Linked DNA regions of Zea mays: region 1 is linked to region 2. The links are chromatin contacts, called in public Hi-C maps. All regions are on one chromosome and are shown on one strand. The core of a region is the stretch at or near the end of the contact, and the rest is flanking DNA. Distances in the headings are between cores, read along the strand shown. Region 1 holds the start of LOC100216677 (Vacuolar protein sorting-associated protein 20 homolog 2). Region 2 holds the start of LOC100280413.

What was found. A called contact is a pair of places that touch in the nucleus more often than the background predicts.
Region 1: a contact with region 2 is called in a Hi-C map of endosperm, with 2.4 times the contacts expected there. The contact joins the promoter of LOC100216677 here to the promoter of LOC100280413 in region 2. A contact is called at or near these places in 4 of 25 Hi-C or Micro-C datasets (ear, endosperm, leaf and 1 more).

The regions. Positions count from the first base shown.
Region 1 is chr4:136,731,210-136,737,285 of Zm-B73-REFERENCE-NAM-5.0, forward strand. LOC100216677 (Vacuolar protein sorting-associated protein 20 homolog 2) reads right to left here and starts at 3,853. Exons shown (of 6, transcript NM_001143085.1): 1 at 3,663-3,853; 2 at 2,773-2,925; 3 at 2,463-2,615; 4 at 1,785-1,868; 5 at 1,113-1,284; 6 at 550-1,015. The coding sequence starts at 3,764. The coding sequence ends at 990.
Region 2 is chr4:136,229,236-136,235,287 of Zm-B73-REFERENCE-NAM-5.0, forward strand. LOC100280413 reads right to left here and starts at 4,373. Exons shown (of 12, transcript NM_001361074.1): 1 at 4,163-4,373; 2 at 3,143-3,323; 3 at 3,030-3,056; 4 at 2,760-2,913; 5 at 2,629-2,677; 6 at 2,418-2,532; 7 at 2,147-2,238; 8 at 1,862-2,018; 9 at 1,716-1,780; 10 at 1,545-1,642; 11 at 1,360-1,462; 12 at 985-1,278. The coding sequence starts at 4,312. The coding sequence ends at 1,129. LOC103653715 (a long non-coding RNA gene) reads left to right here and starts at 5,040. Exons shown (of 3, transcript XR_002268777.2): 1 at 5,040-5,843.

The DNA of each region.
Region 1 (6,076 bases), core at 2,603-5,102, 500 kb after region 2:
AGAAATGGCAATTAAACCGAACGGCTCTTCCCATTCCGTCCGCACCCCCCAAACACTGGCCTTGCGTGCGCCCTCCGCCACGCTCCTCCAGTGGCTTGTCACGGGAAAGGAATTTCTTTTTGGCTGCCGCAGAGAAGACTCCTTCCGCTTGACTCGAACGCTCAATTCGTTTTGCTTCTGAACCGTGACCGGTTGTTCTGTTGCTTTAATATTCCTAGTCTCCGAGATAGACACGCGTCCTGGATCAGAAAGATGTTGTAGGAAAAAAAATTCCTCTCATGAGTCTTGGCATAGAGAATTCTAGATCTAATTTGTTTTGGCACAATCTAAACTCCAATTTCCTAATTTGTGTGAGCACGCTAGACTAGACACTAAAAAGTTTCTTAAAATATTCCTGAAATCCCATAGGGAAGTCTTTTTTTTTTTTGCTGCTTATGACCTGTGTATCTGGTGCAAAACAACAGTTCCTTTTTTTTGTTTATAATGAAACGAAATTGTACACTAGGATGCATATATAGTGACCCAAAGGGAGAAAGAAAAAGAACTGCAAAAACAAAAAAAGGCACCTTATATAGGCAATTCAATGTACTCGATACAGACAGACTGCTCTGATTTGAGTATTCTATCTTACACGCTCCACCAATTAAATTCAAGCAACAAATGGCACCTACAAATGCCGTACATTTTACAGCTTTGGCACAAAAAAAACACACGTATATATTCATACGGAACAAGGTATGTGCTTGCAGACTTCAGCATTTCTGCCTTACAAAGAAACACAATGGAAAAATATTATGTTTACCCCGTAGGATAGGATAATAAACGGGCACTGAGAAATCCAAACTGGTGACAACTGATAGTCAAAGACAACAAATTTTTCTTGCTGTACACGATGAAATTCTGAGAATGAGATAGTACAATGAAATGGTGGGTATGTTACAATTTCCTGCAAACTAAAAGTGTGCCGTATTCATCTCAGCTCCATCCACTTATGCAGGTAGCGGCTCCTCCAAAACTGTCCGCGGAAAATATATCATCAATGCACCATATAAACCAAAAAAAAGGGGTACCTGATAAAAATATAGAATGGGATAATAACACGAGATCGAAACCTTTGTTTTTTTCTGGAGCTTCAGGCCTCTCTGGCACTTTCGTAGGCACATCAGGAAGCTCAATAACGTCATCGATGTCCTCAGGAGCAGCTTCTGTGTCAGCCGGAGCTTTCGTTTTCTCTTCAGGCCTTACTTCGGTAGCAGGAGCGTCTGGCAAAGACTCAACGGCAAGCTGCAAAGGAAGGCGATGTGAGAACTAAGATAGACTTTAAACTAGCAAGACATAAACAGAACTGTCTATGTCTCATTTCAGATTCTGGAGCTTTTAAGTGTGATTGCTCAAAATCATTGACATTGTCATGCTCATGCCACTAAAAAGAGGTCAGATAAAAACATTTTTGGAGCATTTCAAGTGCTTACGTGAATAAATAAAATGAATCAGAATAGCTGAGGATCATGGGAGAGAGACTAATCAGAGGTTAAGCCCTGTAATGCCTACTGTGATGTTAGCATTCATAGGGAATCAGATTGTTAGACATAATTCGTGGGCCTTCTTTCTGGTTCAGCCTGAGCAAGGACAAGGACAATATTTATACACGAGAGGTGGATTTATGACCAAGAGTGAAAAGTAAATCTGGTACAAAGTGGAACTTTCAGGCTCATTTGTATAAATGGCATAATTTTGGGTTGCTTCTCAACAGATAAGAACTCTAGATGCTTTGTTGGCCAAACCTGAGCTTCCAAATTTTCAAACTCGGCCATGACAGCTTCTTCATCCTCAGCTGAAAGCTGCTCGCCCAGAACAGCATTTATTTCCTGAAATCGACAAGTGATTGGACAAGTCACTAAAAAGGAAATAGGCCCACTCTTTTGCAGTTGTGGCAACATCATAACAATTCAACAGAAGGTATGCTTTTTATGAAGCCTTAGAAGGAAAGAAGAATGTAGAACTACTTGTATATAGGTCACAATTTCACAAGGGTGATAACAGTAGTCCCAACCACATTTAATCACTTACTACCTACACCCAACATTATCACCATGCTCAAAACTAGTTATGATGAAAATCTGAAAATAGGCACACAACCATAGTTGCCACAAACGACTGGATGGAAGCAGGCAATACTTATATATTCAGACGGGATAGGTTTGCACTCCATAATTTCACTCTGACGTGTTGCTATCACAATGCCTATACAGTATACGAATTTGCTGGCAAAACAAAACCAAAGGGGATATTTGCAACATCCGATTTGAAGTGCAATTGTATGTATCTTAATAAGGATGCTGTAAATGAAGTTACTTAGAAGAGACAATCCCAACGAGATTGGCAGCGGATTTACTCCAAGTGCATAGTGCCCTATAGAAATGATCAAATGAATGTATACAGGTACAACTAATTGAACTTACATCTTGATAAGCCTTAGCCTCGGCTGTGTCATCCATCAGCTTTTGGACATCATCAATGTTTATCTCATTCTGTATAGACTTCAGGGCAGCATTTCCAGCCTTCAGGCTTTCAAATACAGCCTTTTGTTTACTTGCTAGTTCAATATCTGCCAGCTAAACCAAGCGAACGAAAATACTCTGTCAGGTTATCATACATCAAATTAAGAAACTCAATGCTGCTTAACTTCAATAAGAAATGTAGAACTTCAGCCCTACACGACAATATTTATTAATTGGTATTAAAGAACAATTATTTGAATGAACTACAAACCTGTTGTTCAACATTCATTTGCCATGTGTCAACTTGTTTCAACAGCTCTTCCTGAGCTTTCTTCTTCTTCAGAGCAATCAAAGCTCTGTCTCTCTTCTTCTGTTGAACCAACTGCCGTGCAGCTTCCTTTTCTGCTTCGATTACCTTCTCAAGCTGGAAGGGAAGAGAAGCATACATAAATACACTCCTATATTTTTAGCAGAGGTGATATTGCAATGATTAAATGTGATGAACTGAGGATCATGACCATCTAATCAGGATAGTCAGCACCTGATGACAACATGTTGTATTAAGCTAGAATCAAAAGATGAACTATAACATCCAAGTACATCAAGTTAAACTGTCTGTACTAGCAAGCAAATTTCACAAATCCAACACCAATTATTGTAATACACTGTAAGGTGTGGCGAAAGCAAAAACGAGTCTTGAAATGCGCTCCAGAAACTGATGTATTGATGTCTGTACGAACAAAATTAGCAGTTATAACGTTGATTGGCTGGACTATAGCATGGAATATTACAAGGAGAGAATTTTTCTTCACTCCCGATCACGAGGCATATATATCGACCTGGATCGGTGCTGTGACACGACTCCAATCAGGGCACCCTATGCGAAACCAACCGATCAAGACACGATAATTCCCTGGAAAACTAGAAACTCGCAAGTTACTCCGATTCATCGATCGACGCCGCTCTATCCAACCCCAGATCCCAATTGCCACCTACAGCAGCTCCCGCGCGACGACGCGAGACGGACACCGAATCTGACACGATCCCACGGCGCGACAGAGGACGGCCGGAATTCGACACAAGCGAGGATGACGGACCATCCGTAGCTCACGGCAGGGAAGGGTGCCACGGAAGGGGAGGCGAGGGGAGGGGGAGGCAGACCTGCTGTTGAAACTGGGCGAGCTTGCGGCGCTGCGTCTTGAGGGTGAGGATGGCCCTATCGACGTCAGTGATCTTGGGCTTCTTCACGAAGATGTTCCCCATACTCGCGGTCGGGGTTCCGCCCCCGGCGAGATGGCGTGACGGCGGTGGAGTCGGAGAGGAGGAAAAGGTGGACTGGACGGGGACGAGACGGTCACGACATTTACAGTAGCCGTTCGGTGCCGGCGGGGCAGGGTCTGTGGCCTGGGTCGTGTCGTCCTCTGGCAAGTTGGTTGTTCCGTAACTGTACTTCAGTTTAGACTTCTTTAAAATAGTAATACTTTCAAATATAGAGTTTCTCTAAAATAATATTTTAGTCTCATTGTTATTTTAATTTTACTTTTTTATTTCCTATTACTTAAAATTACATACATTTTTTTATCTTTAGTCTATGAGTTCATTTAATATAGACCTAAACTCCTTGCTAACTTTCGCCCGTTTGCATCTCATTCTGTTTAATAAATCATGGAGGACATTAGAAGTAGTTATGGTAAGTTTTCTATAATTTTAATTAAAAAATGAATTTATAAAAATAAAAATCAATTAAATATATGGTTTAAGGAGACTAGGATATAAAGCTAAGATAATAACCAAGAATTTCACTTATGCGAATAGCTCCTCATTTTCGTTCCCACTACAAAAAAAATCTCGGTGGATCCCCACTAACGTTTACAGGGTATATTTCTTTCTCATTCTTGTTCCTCATCGAAAATTTATCCCACTTAAATTATAATTAAGACATACATCATTTGTTATTAATGTAAAACATTCACTTATACACATTGTAAGATGTAAGAAATTATTATGTGTACATCAAAATAAACATATTTGTGCAATGATTGTTTAGTTACAAGGTAATTATTTATTTTATCATTAACTATTATACGAAAACATCGTCACATATAAGTTTAACGAGTCCTTGCTGGGAAAGGGAATGAGAAATGCTTCTATGTCCTCACCAGAAACTTCTCCATTCACCGCGGAGAATCAAAGATCAAGGCCCTATTGCCATCTCTATATAAAACACATGTCTCATACAACTCTAATTTAATAGCAAATTTTATTTATCTATAAAGTAAAATAAAAATAAACTTGTTTATGTATATAAAGCAAAAAATAATTAAGTTTATCAATAAAACGATGGTAGATGTTTGAGGTGTAGTGGGGTACAACTGAAGGGCAGCTAACGACCGTGTGAGCAAGGCCGGTCCGTGAAGGAGGCAAGCGGTGCGGTCGCCTCGAGCCCCCGGTTCTATGGGGTCCCACCTCCAGTAGGCCAGGTCGGTAGCGTATTACTATACATATTTATTATTAAATTCCAACTAGCACGTGATCCTTGTGACAAATAACTGGTTTAGAGTGCTTGGCCATACAACACATATATTCATGTGTCTCCTCTTCCGTAGCCTAGCACCTAACGTGTGGCGCCATCTATTAGCTGATCGCTTCAAACGAGTTTGTGACGTGCGCCCTATGATTGTGCCTGTGACTATTGCATTAGTTAAAAGAAGCTTTTGAAAATTGAAGTTGCTAAAAATTGAATAAAGTCTAAAATGTGATAAGAATACTAAATAGTTTGGCTACTTTATGTATCGAGATGATATTAGCAGATAAAACTGATATTGATGTCATCGTCAATGACTTCACATTGAGACATGTTAGAAGAAAATTTTAAGGAAGCCATATATTATATATTTTTACTTGAGATGATTATTTCTATAACATTTATTAGCAATATATGTTATGTATGTTATAAAAATACGAGTTTCTACTTTAAGTTTTACTATGAGCCCTTGATTTGTTAGGACCGCGGCTGCACGTGAGAAAGATGTCGAGTCGTGGCGACACTAAGCCTTCAAGATTTTTTTCGTTAGGGCTAGTTTGGGAACACTAATTTCCCATGGGATTTTCATTTTCCCAAGGGAAATTAGTTCATTTTCCCTTGGGAAAATGAAAATCTCATGGGAAATTAGTGTTCCCAAACTAGCCCTTAATGTATCATAAAAGCAAGGAGAAAGATATCTTCTAAGTGCTAGAGAATAAGAAAACAACTTAAAATAAATAAGATAAGGCTAGAATACTATTTTAGAAATGACTCACACTTATAGGTACTATTTAAAAAGAGTTCAAGCTATAAGTAATGAAACTAAACTATATAAGTACTACTAGTCGGTTGCCTGTGCGTTGCGACGGCTTACAACAATACCTATGTAAACTATCCATTAAAAAAATTTCAAGATTTTTTATTGATTGTCTCCGCTCTCCGTATAATAATTTCTTGATTTGACAAACTGATGTTATTATTTACTCCATTCAATATGTATTGGTACAATACGGCCAATGAAGTGAGCGATTAGAAGAGAGTTCACAACGAC
Region 2 (6,052 bases), core at 3,123-5,622:
GATCTTGATTTTTATGTCTATATTTTAATGGATGGTAATGAATCTATACATGTACATACATTAAGTATTGTATAATCTATTAATTAACTAAAAAGATTTTAATTTAAGATAGATAGAGTATTAAAAGGTAAATAACAATCATGCACAAATACTCCCTTAGGAACACCTTGGACAACTACAGATTTATTCGGTTAGAGGTAGATTAAAGGAGATTGAAGATTTTTGTAGCTTGTAGATAATACCATGATTTTTAGTAATACCATAACATTTTATGTTATAAGGCGTTTGATTCCATTCCTAAAAACTCTATTTTCAAAATCATGGTATTATAGATATCTTAATATTTTTAGAGTATTGAAAACTCTATTTCAACCCAAAGTTTTCATGGCATGGCTAGATTTTGTCTAATATCATGGTTTACAATGTTTTATCTAAACAATATTTCTCAAAAACATGATATTTTTGGAGTTGACCAAAACTACGGTATTATCATAATAATTGCAAAGTATAGTATTATAAAACCATAATTTTGAAAAATATTGTATCCAAACAGACCCTAAATCCCTTACTAGTCAAATCAAAATTAAATAAAATAAAATTTAATCCACCTCAATCTTCTCCGATCTGAGTGCAGCCAAACATAGCCAAGAGGGTATTTAAAATACCGACTTAGAATAAACCTTCGTGACTTAAAAAGACACGAAACAGACCTTAGGATACTAGACGAAAAGAGTATCTTCTAAAAGCTTATAACTCGAAGCTTATGATTTTCTGGAGCATCTAATAACCTACTCTACTAAATTTCCTAAAGCTCTCCTAAACAAAGGAGTAAAGACTACCTAACCTATTTTTAGATAGTGAACAAAAAATGGACCCTGGTTTATTTTAAAACCAGATAGATGCGAGTTTTAATATTTCAAGCAACACATTCTGTTCAACCCAAACTTTCATTGAATTGGCTTGCAAAACTCAAACAAGTCAGGATTAGTAAAAAGTATCCGTCTGACTTCCCTTGTGATACAACTATAGTTACACGACGTTTCAAACAAGATTGAAACAGCTCCATTTCAGCTTTATATACAGTTTGGTCAGAGACAGAGGACAAACAAGGTCTGCTTCAAGGACGTATCATCTTCTTCGCCCAAACCCTTCGGTGAAGAAAGGATGCCTCAGTGCTTCTCGTGCTGTTAAACGGCTTGCTGGGTCATACTTCAGGAGCCCTTGCAAAAGACCAATGAAATCTCCCGCAGCCTGGTCCACATTTTGCATCACCAGATTCTGTTCATAATTCATAAACAGACATTAGCTCACATGCTACAGACAGAAATACATGTTTTGCCTATCATTGTTAAGACATACCTGAAGCCTGGACAATTTCATCACAGCTTTCATGCTCTCCCGCGAGGTGCAACCCTCAGGCCAATTCAGGCGTCCTTTTCTGATGTATTTGTCAGAGTGCCGACTACAAACAAGGATTAGTAAGACAAGATATCGACCAGACCTCACAGCATTGATGTTCAGACTTGCATTGGTATGGAACATACTCTGCCCTCTTAAGCATATGGTACGGCAAAGGTCCAAGAACTCTCTCCATCATAGCCAGATGTTCCAAGTTTTCGTGAGTCTGGAATAACGCCTCACCCTGCACAACCTTGGTAACTCAGATCCCCTGGTACTTGTACATGCCAAATGAAGCCAAGGTCCCATTAACATACCGTGCAAAGCTCAACAAGAATACAACCAACACTCCAGATATCACATGGGTAACTCCATCCATGTCCTGAACAAGATCCACACAATCATAAAATATCACCAAATCGAGCTGAACTAGGAAAAGCTTTTCAATAGACACGATAGATACCCAATATAACTTCTGGAGCCCGATAGTGCCTCGTCGATACCACATAACTCTGATCATGTTGATCATAAGTAGTGCTACCGAAATCAATCACCTTGATAGCACTAGACTTGGGCAACTGCTTGTAATAGGACCCCTCCTTTGGGGATTGGGATGAGACCTGGCAAATGAAAAAAGAGGATCAGTACCATATTTTTCTACCCCCGCTACCAATACACAATAAAAGAACAAGCATAGCACAAGGTAAATCTTGGGTAGGTGAATTAAATATAAAAGAACAAGATATACTTTGTAATCAGGCACTTTAATGTACTCCGGAGAAACAAGGAGAATGTTCTCAGGCTTTAAATCAGTGTGTATGAGGCGCAATTCATGCATAACTGCAACACATTACAGAGAGAGGGTAAATACAAAAACATCACATGATGTTAGATACTCCCTGGAGTACAAGCATGAGTAATGGATTAATGACAGGCTGCAATGCAGCACAGATAATGCACAAAACTAATGTATATGCATTATAGTGCAGGAGGGGTAATAGAAAGAACTGTGCACACACATGCTATACATTCCAACAGTTGTTTGGCAAACTCCCGAACTAGGGCAATTGGGAATGAGCGGTAATTGTTTTTCCTCAGAAAATCATATAAGCTTGGTCCAAGCCTCTCAAAGACCTGCTCACCATTAATCCAAATTCACCAACGTTTAAGCACCATATGGTTATATTTTTGGGTCAGTGCATAATTGTCATAATCTAACAATGTACTTACAATACAGATATGGTTACGATAGTCAAACCAGTTCCGAATTTGAACACAACTGCAAAATAGACCAGCTTATATACAAGCAATCTTATGAACGTAAGCACGCATATAGGTGCTAACTGAACCAGCAAACTCACCTGGATCTGCTTTCACCATATTTACCAAGCTTCTCAAGCATGCCAATTTCGATCATTGCAGCATCCCTGTACTTCTTAATGCCCCTGATGATCTTTATGGCCACCATTTCTTTTGTTTCCTTATCCCAACACTCCAACACCTGACCAAAGGTACCTGGTGTATTCCAGAGTCCAGACACATTCAGTTATAGACAAAATTTGCTGAATGTATTGGCATGCCCAATGCGAGTTAAATCAACTATTTCAGAATACATGGTCATCCAAACTGACCTTCTCCCATTTTTGCATTGATCTTATCTGCAAGCATAGAAAAGAATCAATAAGAACCAACCATGGAAACAGATTTGCATTGGCAACAAGAGACGCTGATGGCAGATAATTACAGCGAGATGTGAGATTATCTCCAACAGCAAAAACATAATGCCCATTCTTGTCATCTTCTCTCAGAGGAGGGGAACCATCATGAGGCTGCTCTTGGTTGACTTGAGAAGAAACACAACCTGAAGATAGGCCCAACACTGCAGCACTGAAGGCATTCACAACTTCTTGTCCACAAAGTGCAAACTGAACATGGAGAGACAAACCAATAAATTTTCCAATGAACTGAGTTATTAAGCAACCAAATCACCAAAGCATCATGCCGCAGCCGGTTTATACAATAGCAATATAGAAAGGGAAGTGTTTCATGTCTCAAAACATTGTGCAAAATCATTAACAAGTACATAAGTTCTTATGGCACAGCGGTGACTACATAAAACTGCTTGTAACAATAAATGAATAATTTACTTTAATCCTATAGTTCCTAAATTAACATCTACAGAGCACAACACAGGACAGACAGATTATTGGGTTTTTTTTAAGGTGGTGCTCTCGGTTTTGCTGGTGTGCTCATTTTTACCCTTAGTCGTGTTTTTTTGCTCAGTTTTGCCCTTTGCCCTTCCAGTGCTATAGAAGGGAAGGGCAAAACTGAGAAAAAACACAACTAAGGGTAAAAATGGGCACACCAGCGAAACCGAGGGTACCAGCTTAAAAAACCATTATTATAAATACAAAAAAAGGTATAATAAATAATGAAAAATATATGATTGTACAGACTATAACATGACAATCCTAACAACAATATTGACCACCGGTCACCCATCACACGATGAATAAATCAACCACCTAACCCTAGCCATCATAAGCTGAACAAATCAACCACTTGACCCTAGCAATCGTATTAAATCTGCGAGTAATATGATAGATCGACAACAGAGCGAGTCAATCTACGGTTACCAGTACTGCTATTCTACAGATCCACTATTAACCCTAGAACAACAGCACCAAAACGCGCTGCGCGTGGAAAATCGACATCCCAAACAATAGATCGGCAAGGGAAACGGAGACTGTAAATGAGATTATACCTGATTCATCTCGGCGGGGCCGACGTCCCAACCAAGCCGCGGCCGCGTAACCTGATACATCTCGGCGGGAACGACGTCCCACCCGAGCCGCTGCCGCTTGCGCGGTCGGCTGTCCAGCGTCGCGAGGGGCATATCGGTGACGCACTCCATCGTTCCCTCGAATCGGAGAGGCGAGGCAAAGAGTTGGCGGTGGCTGGATTGGTCTCGGCGTGGAGGCGAGAAACACGATTGATTCCGATGCGCTAACCCTAGCGGCCCCCGCCCTTTATGGCGAGGCGAGAGGGTGGTGGCGATAGGATCGGACACGAGCATACGGTGCTCGTGTATACCCAAAAACTAGCTGTGTCGCTGACGCTTTCGGTGGTAGTGGTTGGGTCCAGGCCCCATTGAAAAGCATTGGCCTACATGTCAGTGGATATTTATGAGAGCGTTGGCAAGCGCATCGGTGACAGAGGTTGCGTCTCTCGCGGGGAGTGGACCGCTCGTTGTGTATCCATTGCGAATCCTTTTGCCAGAGCGTCCAGCGAACTCGTTTGCTTGGGAGATATTTGCGATTTTGTGCGGCCTGCGGAGATACGTATTAGGTTTTCTTCAATGGACCTGGGGTTATGTTTGTTTCATCTCGTGCCACTAAAACGGGTGCGGACTATTAAACACTTAGCTTTTTAGTACGTTTTTATAATAATCAATTTAGTAAAAATCATATAAAACTAACATAAACACGTATTGAGCCAAATTGTTATAATAATAAGAATCTATCATTTTCTAATTTAATCATATACTACTCTATAAGACAATAGTGTAGACGTACACACACATTTTGGTGCACGGTTCTGCCTGCAGTCGTCCGCTCTCTCTCGCGCCCCCGACGCCCCGCGCATGGAAGGTCCGACCCCGCTCGCATCGCCATCCCCGCTCGGCTGCTCCTAGGAAGGAAGGGTGTCGTGCCCCACGCATGGAAGGTCCGACCCCGCCCGCATCGCTATCCCCGCGCGCCATCCCCGCTCGACTGCTCCAAGGAAGGAAGGGCATCGTGTGGAGGACCCGCCCCGCTCTCTGCACCCTCGACGCCCCGCCATCATGGAAGGTCCGACCCCGCCATCGCCATCCCTGCGCGCCTGCCCATCCCCGCATCACGCCCGGGAGGTACGCAGCCCCGTCCACTATTCCTCCGCCCCTGTCATCCCAACACCCCGGCCCAATCCACACCTTCTCCACGCTGCTATAAAAACCCCCTGTGCCCGCCATGCCCCCGCCTCGCCTTCCCCTCCATGCAGACGCATAGCCGCGGTGGTGCCGGCCGTCTCGGAGGCAGAAACTGCAATGCACCCCTTGTGTTTGAATAATTGTCTGTGTCATGTGCCAGAAGGAAGACCTAGGGTGCTATAAATGAGATTAATCATTACAAAAATAATCAGTCGGAGAGCATTTCAATGAGAGGAGGTGCATGCGATATTCGTAATTCACCTTGTGTTTATGTGATTTCTCTCTGCATATTTCTTTCTATATATCATTGCAGAATCAAAATCAGTGGGAAACTGAGAATCAAGAAAGGCAGGCATTTCAGCTCTTTCTGTACCCAAGCAGTACAGTTCTAGCACTAAACAATCATCTGGGAACAAGTTTCAAAGCATCAGCAGCGGAAGAGTTGCCCCATGGCTTGAGACTGGTGATGCAGTGGGTAATACTCATCTGATACTCTGAAGTCTTTCTGGTCCATATTGCACAGTTCCCTCTATGTTTCATGTTTGGATGAGTTTTGCTCTTGCCTGTTTTCTTCATTTAGTGAAAAATCGGGAATGGATACATAGAAATCAGGGAGAATTATGCTAACTTTTGAGTTCCTTTACTGTGATCCAATTATCGCTTATTAATTTCTCTCTGTATATG